Linked DNA regions of Bombyx mori: region 1 is linked to region 2. A link is a contact called in public Hi-C data. All regions are on one chromosome and are shown on one strand. The core of a region is the stretch at or near the end of the contact, and the rest is flanking DNA. Distances in the headings are between cores, read along the strand shown.

Region 1 (2,868 bases), core at 68-2,567, 100 kb before region 2:
ACGTTTGCCTACGTTTGCCGCTAGGGGCGCTGTTCTAACTGCATACAAACTTGAGTTAACTTTAACGCTATGGAGAATGTTAAAACACTCGCACTAAGCACACTGTACCGGCGTGTCGATGGAGCTACTCGCGTAGTGCTGTCCTGCAGTGCACGCATGATACTCTCGTCGTATTGGTACATTTGCAGCCACCGTGACCACTTGATAACATGAAGCATCAGCGCGAGACAGAACCAGAACCAGAGTCCGGTTAAATGTCTATTAAGGACCGTTGAGAATTCGACGACTTGGTAGCCCTTAATGCACCTAGTATTACAAATGAATATATAATAGTGACCAGTATAGGTTGGCTGGGATGCGGTTGTCTCCTGAAGATGTCCTCCCCCTCGTCGTCAGTGTCAGCGGGGGGCGGGGGGCGCGGCGGGGCGGCGGCTGAGGGCGGCGGGGGGCGCGGCGGCGCCGACACCTCCAGGCGTGACGTCAGCCTGCTAAGATTGTCCTCCACTGGCGCGGGGACCGGGGGCGGGGGCGGCGGGGGCGGGGGAGCGTAGTGCTGCCCCAGTGCCGATTCCATTTCGCTCGCTGCTTTAATTATCTGTGGCAATATTTGTTTATAGTTGAGGACAGGACTTTTTGGCGGGAACGCGAGGAGTGAAGTTGTGTGATTTGTTTTATTTTGTCTATTTAGTGTTTCTTCAGGTTTAAATGTGTAATAATGGTGGTTTATTAACTGTTTAATATCTGTGAAAGTGCACAAATGTGGGAGAATGAAACAAAGCTGCTGGACGTAACTTCTCGGGTTCCTCCAAAAAGTCCACTGAAAAAATCTCAGTAAATGACCACCATTTTACTGCGATTATATTTCATCCCATATCATCTCATTTCATTAAATTTCATCCCAGTTGATTAATGTCTCAAATTAATCATCTTCATTTCATTTCACTCCATATTATCATTTTTCATAAAATTAAGAAAATAAAATAAAATAAGACATGACTTAAAGGTCTTAGTTACCAGGTCATAAAATCTCTTAAAAAAAAAAAATTAGTTGAGGACATGGCATAATAATATGACAAGTGCCAGGTCATATCCGAACCAGGCGACGGGACAAGGCAAAGCCGCCGTCGCCTGAAATATGTCTTGTCGGATCCCCCGGGTTCACTCTCAGTGCTTTTAGGACCTTCAAGCACCGGTCATCGTCCACGAGCAAACTATCCCACTGCATTTCTCGGCGGATCTACTTAGTAAGGTAGGGTAGGGCTGTCAGGTATTCTGGGCGGATCTAGTTAGTAAGGTAGGGTAGGGCTGCCAAGTAGACAGGTGTGCATGCCTCTGCGTTGGCGGCCCTCCAGTGCGGCAGCTGCGCGCGGTCTGCCTGCGCCACGCCCTTGGCCCTGCGCACGGCGGCGGGGATGGCGGCCTGCAGGCGGCGGTGGGCGGCGTCCAGCGCGCGGGCGAACTCGCCGTCCTCCGTGTTGTCGCGCTCCGACCCGCCCACCAGCAGCACGCGGTTGGCCAGCCTGCGCACATGCCGAGTCGATGGAGAACAACTCTGTTACCTTTTTTTTTGTTATCCTACCCAAGTTGATGGTCCAGAGAGACCATATCAGCGTCACCGAACTAGTAAGTGAACTCACGGGGCTCAGACCTGACGTTGTTGTTAACACTGGCCCTAGCAAGATCCGTACTTCGCGGAACTGGTGGTAGAACCTCTTGTGAATAACTGGTGGTAGAACCTCTTGTGAGTCCGCACGGGTAGGTACCACCACCCTGCCTATTTCTGCCGTGAAGCAGTAATGCGTTTCGGTTTGAAGGGTGGGGCAGCCGTTGTAACTATACGTGAGACCTTAGAACTTATATCTCAAGGTGGGTGGCGCGTTTACGTTGTAGATATCTATGGGCTTCTGTAACCATTTAACACCAGGTGGGCTGTGAGCTCGTCCACCCATCTAAAAAGAAAAAAAAACTTTAGCATATGCCAAACAGCTGCAGTATAACCCGTACAAAAGCGTTTATATATATATGGATAATGAACGATGACCGACCTGGCTATAGCCGAAGTGTTATCCACCATCTTCTGCGAGTCGTTGTTGCGGATGGCGTCCTCGCACAGGTACGTGTGCTTCTGCATCAGCTCGCCTGCCAAACACATATGTGACATACAGACCCTGGCTTCCTCATCATGAAGGACTTCATACAGATTTTATTATATCGACAGATGAAAGGCTATTGGGTTTAAGCGAGATTTTTGCAATTTTACATAAGAGCCATTTGTAGGGTGCGGTGTGAATTTGTTATTTAAAGATTATGTTGCTTAAAAATGTTTATTGTTAAAATATTAAGTAATTCAAAGAAATGTTAATTATAATGTTATGAATGCCCCCGGGTGACGCGGCTGTTGATGTGGAAATAAAGTTAACGCGTCACGCGAATTATGCTGACAAAAAAGTGATATATTACCGAACACCATTTAAAGTTTAAAATTTTGGAAAAAATATCAAAAACAGAACAACTTCTTCAGATGTTTGAATGGAGTAAACTTAATTGGAGTTTAAATAAAAACATCGAACTGTTGATGATGGTAATACCAAACAAAACGCAACTTTAATTGTAAAGATAAGTGTTGCCTATTAAAAGAAATGTCGCTAAAACTAAATATTCTATCACCCCTCGATATGAATAATTTCATGATTTAATATAGTAAATGGAGTTTATTATGTTTAATATCCTTTGCAATAAATTTATAAAAATACAGAGGTAATGTAATGGAAATTAAATTTCATTCTTCTTCATTTTTTTAATATGGCAATCCGCTTCTTGCGACTTAATGTTGCCAGTGTCGAATATATAAAAAGCTTCAATAAGTTT
Region 2 (2,858 bases), core at 131-2,630:
CTGGCTGACTCGCCGGACGCTAAGCTCACCCCGCTGAGGGCTTCCATAGACAAGATGAATGAATTCGGGGTATATTTACTGGGTATGTAATGTTTACTTCTAATAATTACTAAATCAATGCTCTTGTGTGCCCAGTCCAACCGCGCCTAATCATATTGATTGCTAGTTAAAATGGTTATCGATTTCATTATCCAATGCAGACAATGGTTACTTAGTTAAGTCAGTTAATGTTTTATTTAATAACCATAAGGATACTTAAAAAATAGTAAAATATTAAGGGATTTTATCATAATATTAAATATTGTGGATTTACAGATAATAATTTAAAAAAAATTAGCATTCTGCACTCCTTCTCTATATTCTCTATAAGTGTGGGAAATTTCATACTCCTCCGTCCGCGCAATTTTCGTAAAAAGGGATACAAAGTTTTTCCTTCACGTATTAATATATAGATACTCCTTTCGTTATCACATCCGATGTTCATGAGCTCAAATGACGTCACGTGGATGGAACTTTGAATAATCATATATTGGTCGTTCATTCGCTTATAGTACATTTATCTCTTTTATTGCCGTAAAATGGAATTGGGACCCTTTCCAAATCCAACACAAATTTTCAATGGTTTTTTTTAATGGTTCCGAAGGCTTAAATTTTTAGATACGATACGTTATTATACATAATTCATTACAAAATATACACAAAAACTGAGAAAACTAGCTTGACCCGATTCACCTTGGCGTATGGGGACAATAGGGCTAGCACTATTTTGTTGTTAGGTAGGTACCTAACTTTAAGTAATTAACTTTTTATTATCTTTAATGAGTTACAAAACTTTAATGACTAAATTAAACTATTTAATATTGTTAAACACTAAATAAAAGTAATTTTCAGTGCAACAAAGTTAAATCTGTAACAACCCAATAAAAGTATTGTGACATCCCAGATTTGTCCGTATTCCTCCCAATCTACTGTAACTGGTATTTTTTTTTTGTTTTTTTTTTATTGCTACGATGGGTGGACGAGCTCACAGTCCGCCTGTTGTTAAGTGGTTACTGGAGCCCATAGACATCTACGACGTAAATGCGCCACCCACCTTGCGATATAAGTTCTAAGGTCTCAAGTATAGTTACAACGGCTGCCCCGCCCATCAAACCGAAACGCATTACTGATTCACGGCAGAAATAGCTAGGGCGGTTGTACCTACCCGCGCGGACTCACAAGAGGTCCTACCACCAGTAATTGTTGCCCTGGTTATCGAGGGCTATATAGTGAGTAATGGTTCCCCGTGATAGAGAACGGCGTGCACATGTTGCTGTGGGTGGGGTCCCAGGCGCCCGCCGAGTTCGTGCGCGACGTGTTCGGCGTGAGCTCCCCTCAACAGATCGAGCCCACGGTCTACGAGCTGCCCGTCCTCGACACGCCCATCAGCCGTACCGTGCGCGCACAGATCGAGCACGCGCGCGACGCACGCCGCCTCTGCATGCGGGTGAGCACGGGGACGCCCCCCAACCCCCCTCCCCCTCCTGGACCTGCACCCTGGACCACAATCGTACTATATTGCAGTACAGACAAGCATATTCTCAAGATTAGATGTACCTTTTCTGAATAATTGCAGAGAGGTTCACAGAATTTGCTCGTAGTGCCGTATTTCAATCGTATGTAGTATATATGTTGTTGTAGTTTTCTTTTATAACTGTGTCCTTACTAATTAATTTTTAAGAAATCACTGTAACTGACATTTATATGGATCATTATCTATTGATTTATTTTTTAATTTTTTTATTTATTTGTTAGGCTCACAATACACATTACAAGCTAAAAATATACATAAAAAAAACACAAGTAAAAAGAAACAAAATCTGGCTTGCAACATAAGTTACGTGCGCACGACAAAACAAGACATAGTGCTGAATTAGTACAACAACGTTCCTTACAATTATACGACAGAACAACACGACCACTTAAAACTAATCTAACTTATAATGTAAGGAAATAATTTTATTCACAATATAAAATTAAACAATTACACTACTGAACTGGAGGATGCCCTTGATCATTTTTATAAACGTAACTAACCTAAAAGTAAAAATATCCAACTCAGGCACTGGACCACAATCATACTGTATTGCAGTACAAGCAGGTATGTGACCAGCTTGATTGGTCAAGTGAGTGGACTCCGTTGTCCATGGACATCAGCAATGTCAGTGATACAGTGGGTCTAGTGCTTCGGTTATTGCCACCCATGATCGAACACAGTGGAGGAACGTCACACGTGGTCGCGATCCTCAGCAGTGACGGAACGATATAGAAGAAGTGCTTCGAAGCCTCTGGCCCAGTGGTCTGGGAACTTTTTTAATTATTACCCCAAAATATTTTTGTGTAAGTTGATATTACCCCATGGCGAAGAACAGAAAAAAAACGAAATCGCTTCTTTTTAGTATTTTTCATATTATAGCCCCCATGATAATTTTGAAAAGTAAACAATAACTAAAAATTTAATTTAAACATAATTTGTTCAATTTATCAATGTAATACCTTGTAATACAAAACGCTAATAATAGTAATATATGTAATATACAGTTGAAGAAAAAAATCGCCCCCACATAAAATACAAGTAAATGATAATTTCTTGTTTTGAGTTTGAAATCACAACGATTCTAAAGAAGTTTCACTTCAATATATACTTTTTACTCACAAAAGTTTCATTTTTACCCCCCAAAATTGCATTTTACCCCATTTGGGGTAATTTATCCCGCTCCCCCGACCGCTGCTCTAGTCCGGCGCCCTCGAAGAGCTGACTGTAGGTAGGGGACAACGCGATAACTTTATCGATACTAGCGCCAAGTTATGATCTTAGG

What was found. A called contact is a pair of places that touch in the nucleus more often than the background predicts.
Region 1: a contact with region 2 is called in a Hi-C map of posterior silk gland, with 2.7 times the contacts expected there. The contact joins two enhancer-like sites. A contact is called at or near these places in 3 of 7 Hi-C or Micro-C datasets (middle silk gland, posterior silk gland and whole pupa).

What each region holds. Positions count from the first base shown.
Region 1 is chr27:661,405-664,272 of ASM3026992v2, reverse strand. It overlaps LOC101736001 (vinculin), which reads right to left. Exons shown (of 25, transcript XM_038020831.2): 18 at 2,046-2,139; 19 at 1,331-1,520; 20 at 338-595. Among protein-coding and RNA genes, the nearest start is that of LOC101735325, 11 kb to the left of the region's middle. Within about 2 kb of position 1,317, at least 3 of the 8 cell types and tissues checked have open chromatin away from gene starts, as enhancers often do.
Region 2 is chr27:560,528-563,385 of ASM3026992v2, reverse strand. LOC101746623 (protein transport protein Sec24C) reads left to right here. Exons shown (of 18, transcript XM_038020809.2): 16 at 1-82; 17 at 1,293-1,486. Among protein-coding and RNA genes, the nearest start is that of LOC101746623, 18 kb to the left of the region's middle. Within about 2 kb of position 1,380, at least 2 of the 8 cell types and tissues checked have open chromatin away from gene starts, as enhancers often do.